Linked DNA regions of Mus musculus: regions 1 and 3 are each linked to region 2. A link is a contact called in public HiChIP or PLAC-seq and capture Hi-C data. All regions are on one chromosome and are shown on one strand. Each heading gives the region's core, a stretch centred on a gene start, on an enhancer-like site or on the middle of the called end of the contact. The rest is flanking DNA. Distances are from core to core; before and after follow the strand shown.

What was found. HiChIP or PLAC-seq counts read pairs in DNA pulled down with a chosen protein or histone mark. Capture Hi-C pulls out chosen DNA fragments and counts their contacts.
Region 1: a contact with region 2 is called in a capture Hi-C map of macrophages, with 7 times the contacts expected there. The contact joins the promoter of Ctso here to the promoter of Gask1b in region 2. A contact is called at or near these places in 13 of 39 promoter capture datasets (the 3T3-L1 cell line, 3T3-L1-derived adipocytes, the C10 cell line and 9 more), 3 of 15 datasets of contacts at CTCF or cohesin (large pre-B cells, pro-B cells and stem cell-derived epiblast-like cells), 40 of 484 Hi-C or Micro-C datasets (B cells, the Ba/F3 cell line, the C2C12 cell line and 21 more), 9 of 115 datasets of contacts at active chromatin or transcription factors (Th17 cells, astrocytes, bone marrow-derived macrophages and 6 more) and 4 of 9 other capture datasets (adipose tissue, embryonic stem cells, liver and 1 more).
Region 3: an H3K4me3 HiChIP or PLAC-seq map of embryonic forebrain shows a contact between it and region 2, with 14 times the contacts expected there. The contact joins the promoter of Gucy1b1 here to the promoter of Gask1b in region 2. A contact is called at or near these places in 3 of 39 promoter capture datasets (embryonic stem cells, hippocampal neurons and liver), 1 of 115 datasets of contacts at active chromatin or transcription factors (embryonic forebrain) and 1 of 9 other capture datasets (liver).

What each region holds. Positions count from the first base shown.
Region 1 is chr3:81,931,264-81,933,963 of GRCm38.p6, forward strand. It overlaps Ctso (cathepsin O), which reads left to right and starts at 1,338. Exons shown (of 8, transcript NM_177662.3): 1 at 1,338-1,512. The coding sequence starts at 1,402.
Region 2 is chr3:79,884,534-79,887,233 of GRCm38.p6, forward strand. It overlaps Gask1b (golgi associated kinase 1B), which reads left to right and starts at 1,397. Exons shown (of 4, transcript NM_133187.3): 1 at 1,397-2,597. The coding sequence starts at 1,694. Gm36569 (a long non-coding RNA gene) reads right to left here and starts at 2,273. Exons shown (of 3, transcript XR_375740.1): 1 at 1,563-2,273.
Region 3 is chr3:82,073,398-82,076,097 of GRCm38.p6, forward strand. Gucy1b1 (guanylate cyclase 1, soluble, beta 1) reads right to left here and starts at 1,314. Exons shown (of 14, transcript NM_017469.4): 1 at 1,175-1,314; 2 at 601-674. The coding sequence starts at 1,177.

The sequences.
Region 1 (2,700 bases), core at 88-2,587, 2.0 Mb after region 2:
CAAAAGAAAGTTTATTTGGACTAAATTTAATAAGTTTATATCAACAAACATTTACTGATTGAATACCCACTATATGTTGTTGGTGCATAAGAGACTAAAGAAATGAAATTGTCGCTCCCACGAAGCTGGCATTACAGAAAAGTGCTATGGATCAAAAGGCTACAGACTGAACACCAGAGGCAATGGGGGCAGTATTAGAAGAATAGGGTGGAGAGGGGGAGAAGGTTAGGGTTTTAAGTAGGGCAGTCGGGGTAGGTAGGCCTGGGAGTGAAGGAACAAGAAAATAAACACTATGGTTATTCAGATATACGCCAGGTTGGAAGCTAAGAAACAAAAGATGCAGGACATTCCGATTTCTGGGAACCTGGTTACAGTTTGTCCACAAAGGATCTGCTTTTGGACAATAGAGAAGGGGTAAAAAAGAAACACAGAGTAAAGACTCATTCTAAGACAATAATTTGCATTTTGTGTACATAGGCCCTTCTGAGAAGCAGCTGGCTGTCTTCTCCCAAGGGTAACCAGCGATTTGTGATATTTGGTCTCAGATCTTAAATCACTCAGTCTCCTTAAAGGAGAGCTCTGAGGCAGTGTACTGGAAACCTCTTTAGCTGAGATGTGAGTGAGCAGACATATTGACTGGTTTGAACATGTTCCCCTTTTCCTTTTACACTCTGTATACCGGCACCATGGTAAAAGGAAACAAGATTTTTAAAAATTACGTCAGTTAATTATAGCTGGGGATAGAAAGTGAGGTGGATGGATTATGAAGTAAGCTAAGCAAGAAGAAAACAACATAATAAAATAATAAGAAAAATTAAAGCAACCTTAACAGTGAAACAAAGAAAAGCACAGGACGTGCTCAGCATATAATGAAGTGTTTAGGATTACTTAGCTAAATTTCATTACAAACTTCGGAAGCGGGTGCAGCTTTCTACAAGTGGAGAAATGGCCACAAGATATTGTGCAGTTCTGTGCAGCAACAATTTTGTCAAGTATTTATACGCATCCATAGAGAGAAGTGTGTAAATTCGCATACACTATACGTCCCCATACAACCTGCTGAGTTCAATTTACACACACTCAGTGAACACATATTCAATTTAAACAGCAGGAAGTAAAATGAAGGGCTGAATCTCAGACAGCAGGAAACACAATAGTTTGTATCTTCATACTGTTGTGTAAGTCAGGTTTTGCTCTCTTTCTTATTAAGTAAGAGGGAAATCCCAGATGCCCAATAACAGCACAAAAGCTCAATAATAATCCCAAGAAGCACCAAACAAACAAAACAGCTGGGACCCCAGCAGCTTTCTGCTTCTGGGCGTGCACAGGACACAGGCAGTGGGCGGAGCCAAGAAACCGAAAGAGAAAGCGGGCCGGGCACAGTGGACCTCGGGCACCGGGATGAAGCCGCAGTTGGTGAACCTCTTGCTACTGTGTTGCTGCTGTCTCGGCCGCCACGGGGTCGCCGGGACCTGGTCTTGGAGCCACCAGCGGGAGGCCGCCGCCTTGCGGGTACCAAGCTCCCTCCCTCTACTGCCCCGGGGCTCCTAGGGAGGGACCCAAGCTCCAAGCGCGCATTTCCCCAGTAGAACTGCCTCCTAAAAGTTTGATTCCCCAGGGCAAGGATTTCTGTGCTATATCCCAAAGCACCAAAAGATGTCCAAAGCAAAGCTAAGGGGAAGAAGTATCCTGAATCCTAAAGCCTTTCCCACACCAAACCTGTCGCATAGAAAGCCGCCTGCAGGGGGCACTGGCTCTCTCCTCCTATAACTGGAAGTTAATGATTTCTCAGTCCTGGAACTGTCTACCACCATCAAGTTCTCTCTGACTTGGTGGAGACTGATGTAGAACAGGAGACATTTCACTGCCTTAAATTCGGATTTCTTTTTTTAAAGTTTTCATAATAATCCTTCAATTGCTCTCCAACCTTAAAATTCTGAAATGGACAAGTTAGCTGACCACGGATAGATTTTCCCAGTAACCAGGGGAACTGACCGAAATGCAGATTCACAGTTGGCCTCAGTTGCTATACTTAATGCTCTCTGAAAGGTTTTTAAATCTGAAAAAAAAAAAAAGAAAAAGAAAAGAAAAAAGAAAATGCCATCACGATTTTATTAGAGGAGGACTCACCTGTTCGACTCAGTGTCTATCTGAATTCAGGAATGCTGCTCTTAGGCCATTTAACTAGTGTTTACTGATGTTTTCTGAAATTTCCATAGAACCCCATAGCTCTGCCCCGTTCTCCTTGTCCTCTTTGGCCTGAGAAGTTCCAGTATTCATTCAGTCCGGCCTTCTTTGGCTTCAGCTACCCTTGTGTTGTACTCAAATCAAAATGCTGTGCTTTAGTTCTCCTTTTTGTTACTTTTGAGCTCATTTCTTGTTACCAGTCTATTTCTCAGTGTCCTTGGCCTGTGTGTTACTGAGACCTGTCCTTGATTTCCAATAGGGTGAGGTAGTCAGTGTCACAGGTTGTTGATAAGGTGTTTATTGGCCAACTAGTTTTTTTTTTTCTAATCTTGAGTATTGAAAGCTAACAATGTAATGTATAATTTTTTTTCTCCTTACTGAAATAAAGCAAGGTTGCCAAGAAAAGCAACTTAAAGAAAGTGAAAAAGGGTCTACTTTGGCTCACACTTTCAGGGACAGTCTATCATCATGATAGGGATGTCATAGTGACATGTGTGTGGAGCAGACATCCAT
Region 2 (2,700 bases), core at 147-2,646:
TCTCATCTCCCTACACCCCACTCTTATCTCACGCTTCCGTTTCTCTACTCATTTCCAGTGACCCCCTTCTTAGCTTTGTCTACCTTTCCTGGCCGTTTTACCCCCATCGAGAACTGGTGGGAGACAAGAGTTAGTCTGCAAACAGCCCAGATGTAAGGTAAGTTGCAGGCCCTGGACTCTGGCGTCCAGTTTCCCCTTCCCAACTCCGTGGGGTCAGGCAGGGGTCAGTGGGCACTCCTCATTTTTCTAAGGTATTTATTTGGCAACAGGGTCTCCGCCAACTCCAGCAAAACACTTCAGATCACTTCAGCTTCCCAAGGCTGCCATTTCTGTGTCGCTTAGCAAATGAGACACTAGGGGGCTCCCAGGGGCTGAAAGGAGCAGAAAGTTGTTTGAATGAAAACTGGGTCTGAGCTGTGTTTGGAGAAATTCAAAATTAAATTTTATTTTTTATTTTTTTAGTCATCTTTAAAAAGAACCTCACGTGTCTGAAAACGGCGCAGCAGCCAGTTTACAAATCATTTTGCTCCGCTGTTAGAAGGCGGCAGCTTTTAAGGCTGAGCCGAGATGTTTGAAAGGTGGAACACCCTTGGCCATGAAATATGTTCTCCTTACGTGCCTCAGCCTTTCAAAGTTCTGTGCATTAGAGTCAGGAATTCCATTCTTCCTGGAGCTAAGCGTGGGGCCAGCTGTGTAAGTAAAGTTTTGTTTTTCTTCTTAAACAACTTTTTCCCTCTATTTAAAAATGTGAAGAAAAAGGCAAAAAAAACAACAACAAAAAAAAAAACAACAAAAAAAAACCCACCAAAAAACCTAGATATTCTTTTCTTTCATTTTTGCTCTCTTTAGTGGAAAGAAAAGGAATAAAAAGTTGTGTGTGTGTGTGTGTGTGTGTGTGTGTGTGTGTGTGAGAGAGAGAGAGAGAGAGAGAGAGAGAGAGAGAGAGAGAGAGAGAACTCACCCTTTTCAAGCTATATAAACATCAAGGGGTAGTTAAATAACAATTTTAGATATGGAATATATTGTGAAAACAATGTGGAACATTAGTTAAGAGAATATGTTTAAATATGAACTCACTACTTGATATTTTTGTAATATATATCTTACAAAAGTTAGGGTGTCTATAAAAATCTTAAAAAGTATTTATTTCTTTTCTTATTTCTGAATCACAAAAAGGGGGTCTGCAGGGGATCCTGGTTGATGACTTTTAAGAGTTTTGCTTCTCAGATGTAGTGGCTTTAACTGTGAGCTAGCAAACGCTCTTTGCAGCTTGTCTTCATTACTTTAAAGTAAAATCAGACTCACACACCTATCTTGCTTCCGCATTTTAAACTTTACACCAAACTTGGTAGAATTTGTGGAAGGAAAGGGTTACTCGCCTCTTTCCTCTTGTAGAGGAACTGAAATGGGTTGAGTTAGTGATTCAGTCAACTCTTGTTTCCATTCATTCCCAGAGTCAGCCCTCCTTTCTCCTGGGAAAGGCTGATAGGAGTTTAAAAGGCTTGCGGTGGCCAGTTCACAAAGCGTTCCCAGAACCCGCAGCAGCGACCCTTCTCTTTTACCTCTCTGCCTGTTGGAGACCACTTAGATAGCGAAGCGGACTGGACGGCTGGATTCAGGAAGCCATGAATCATGTCACCCGGAGCCAGCTGCAGACTTTAAACTCAGTTCAGCATGTGGAAGCGGCAGAGAAATGACCTGTCCAGACAAGCCGGGGCAGCTCGTAAACTGGTTTGTCTGCTCTCTGTGCGCCCCACGAGTGTGTAAACTTTGGAGTAGTCGGCGTCCCAGGACCAGACGGAACCTCCTGCTGGGCACTGCCTGTGCCATCTACCTGGGCTTTCTGGTGAGCCAGGTGGGCAGAGGTTCCTTTCAGCATGGGCAGGCGACTGACAGGGGACCACCCAACGGTCACGACATCTTCAAGGTACCCTTCTCTGAGATTCCCCTGGATGGTACCCTGGCCCCTCCAGAGTTGCAGGGCAATGGAAGCACTTTGCAGCCCAACGTGGTGTACATTACTCTACGCTCCAAGCGCAGCAAGCCTGCGAATATCCGTGGCACGGTGAAACCCAAGCGCAGGAAGAAGTATGCGGTGGCATCTGCAGCCCCTGATCAGGAGGTGCTGGTTAGACCATCCCTTATACAGCAGGAAGCTGCACGGGCAGCAGATGCTGAAGTACCTGGCTATGTTCAGGGTTACCTAACCAAGGTTGGTGAACGACCCTGGAGGGTGCTGCGTGGTCCTGGAGTCAGAACTAGAGGTTCAAACTTGCAGCAGCCTAGGGCCCGAGAGAGCAACATTAGGATTTATAGCGAGAGCGCCCCCTCATGGCTGAGCAAAGAAGACATCCGCAGAATGCGCCTCCTGGCTGATAGTGAGGTGGCTAGCATCCTACCTATCTCTAAGAGTGGTACCCGCTTGCTGGTGTTGGAAGGGAGCACCTCAGGCTCTGTGCCTGGCTGCGGGCCTAGCCCCTGTGGGCTTCTCAAGCAGCCGCTGGACATGAGTGAAGTGTTCGCCTTCCACCTGGACAGGATCCTGGGTCTCAACAGGACCCTGCCATCTGTGAGCAGGAAATTAGAGTTCATCCAAGGTAACAGATTCACTTGCTTCTTATTTGCAGCTGCTGGGGATTTGGGATCGTTTTCTCCTTTCCCCCACTCTCTCTGAATTATTTTCCCCACCCATGTTTCCCA
Region 3 (2,700 bases), core at 64-2,563, 2.2 Mb after region 2:
GTCTATTTTCTCGTCTTATCTGAGTACCAGACTCAAAGCTCTACAGAAACTAGGATGCCCTGCTAGGGTTGCCAGAAGAAAACACAGCAAAGCAAGGGTGATTTGGGCAAGTTAAAGGGAAAATGTCCCTTTATTACATATCGGTTTCTCATGACTTACTGGAGAAATAATCTTTGAGTGTACTATACCATAACCAAATGATTTAACCATATTACGTGTTCCTGGTGTGCAAATCGCAAAAGAAAGCGAATCTTCTGTTCATTTCCTGCCTCTGATCCTAAGACCTTGCAGAGGCCCAGGAAGCCCCCAGGTCCCCTTGCATGGGAGCTAGCCAACCCTCTGAACCTGGCCTGGGAGTCACAGTGCTCTGCCTGTCTGGGTGTTCCCACGCTCAGTCCGGGTGAAGAGGCCGCAGCGACCCCAAGGGGCTTGATCACGCGGCCACGCCCCGGCCTACCCTCCTCTCCTGGTCCCGGCTTCGGAGCGTGGGAGAGGAGACCGGAGGATGCGCACCACGACCCTGCTGGGAGCAGCCAGGGAAGCGGGCGGGCGCGGGCTCGGTGCCAACGCGCGGCCCTGGGAGCGGGGCTGTTCACTTACTTGATGTCTTCCCACACCTCGGGACCATAATTGCGGATCACCAGCAGCTCCAGGGCATGGTTCACGAAACCGTACTGAAGGGCAGAGAGAGAGACCGTGGTCAAGGACCCGCGCCTTGCAACCCGGTCTTCCACCCGGTGCCTCTGACCTGTCATTCGCCTTCAGGATAAGCTTTCGGGTACCCTATTCTAAAAGGGGGGACTCTGCGGGATCTTTGAATTCTCGTCGTCCCTTTCCCCTCCCCCATCTTCTTACCCCTGCTCACCTGTCACCGTGGTGCAACAGGGGTAGCTCAGGAACCTGAGCCCTGAGCTTCCCACACCACCCTGCCCGTGGAACCCAGAATCCCCAGAAGTTGGAGGCTGGGGTTGAGTGGTGGGGACCCAACCAGACCCAGAGACTCGGAGCACTCCAGCAGATCATATGTCCCCACCTCCCACCAAAAGCGCTGTTCCTCGCGGCCCTCCGCTCTGTGTGCCCTGGGGCTTGTTTCTGCATCTCAGCCAGCTCTCTAGCCAGTCAAGGTCCACCCGCTCAGGTGTGATGTTCCGCTGACCATCCTGACAGCACTCACCATGGTGTCCGCGCCCGGAGCCTAGGAAGCAGCTTCCAGGCAAGAGTACCGCGGAAGGGACCCAGACAGCGACTACAGCGGCGACAGTGCTCCCAGACCAGCACAGAGCTGAAGCTAGGGCATCAGTCTCGGCCAACTCTGATTGCCACCTCTTCTCAGCCAATGACGAGTGGAGCCGCAGGAGGCTGGGCGCTGTTTCTTCCCATATCTTAGCCAATCAGTGACAGAGGAGGGAATTCAGATGGGCTCAGAGCTACTGTGCTCAAACATTTTCCCGCCCCAGTCTGGTGACAAGTCATTTCTTTTGAGGCCTTAAGGCAGATAGAACAGAACCAGCTGTGCTCCTTCCAGCATGGATGGGGTATTGTCATTGTCATCCTCGTACATCTGTTCTAATGTCCTAGAGCTTGGGCGTGTGTGTGTGTGTGTGTGTGTGTGTGTGTGTGTGTGTGTGTGCGCGCGCGCGCGCCCAGTGTTGATTAACATCGTCATGTTTTTTGTAGTTATGCACATAAACATTTCCTCTGTTGCTTTACCTAGCAACAGCTGGCAAACATAGCTAATCCTACAAAATTAACATTTTTACTTTTAGTCAATTAAGTTAATAATCAAGTGCACAAACTAAGATGTTTTGTAATATACAAGAGGTTTAGCAACTGCATTAGACTTTTTGCCATTGAGACAAAATACCTGACATTAACCAGCAGAATTCATGTTTTTGCCTGTGGTTTTTAGAGATCCATCGTTTTTTGTTTTTGTTTTCGCTTTTTTTTTTGTCTCCGTTGCTTTGGGGCGTGTGGAACAGCCCAACTCCATGGTGGCTGAGAGAATGGCCGAGGCTGTTTAGTTCATTACAGAGACACACAGGTGGGCCCAGTAGAGGCTTACAGTTCCCAAGGACACCCACAGTGGTCTACTTACAAACTCCAAAAAGGCTTCCAGAAGTTTCCAAACTGGTATTTCCCAGCTGGGGAATATGCTCTCAAGTACCTTCTCGGAGGATAGATACTTCATGTATCTTCTTGGAGGATAGATACTTCATGTGCAAACATAATTGTGAGCAAAACGTTAAGCCATCTTGTCTGTGAACTTTACAGGACAGGCCATATTACAACCCAGGAGTTAGAATTCCAGAAGTTTTAGATTTGTCTTGTATTTCTGTTTTGTCTGTTTGTCTGTCTGTCCATCAGTCCACCCACCCACCCACCCATCCATCCATCCATCCATCCATCCATCCAAGGGCCCATTACAAATGTGTGAACATTTCATCCCTCTCCAGTATGTCTTTCTCCCTCCCTCCCTCCTTCCCTCCTTCCCTTTCTCCTTCCCTCTTTCTTTCTTTCTTTCTTTCTTTCTTTCTTTCTTTCTTTCTTTCTTTCTTTCTCTCTTCCTTCCTTCCTCCCCCTCTCTCTCTTTCTCTCTTCCTTCCTCTCTCTCTCTCTCTCTCTCTCTCTCTCTCTCTCTCTCTCTCTCTCCTCTTTCTTACTTTCAAGCTGTCCCTTCTGTAAGTATGCACTCATCCATAG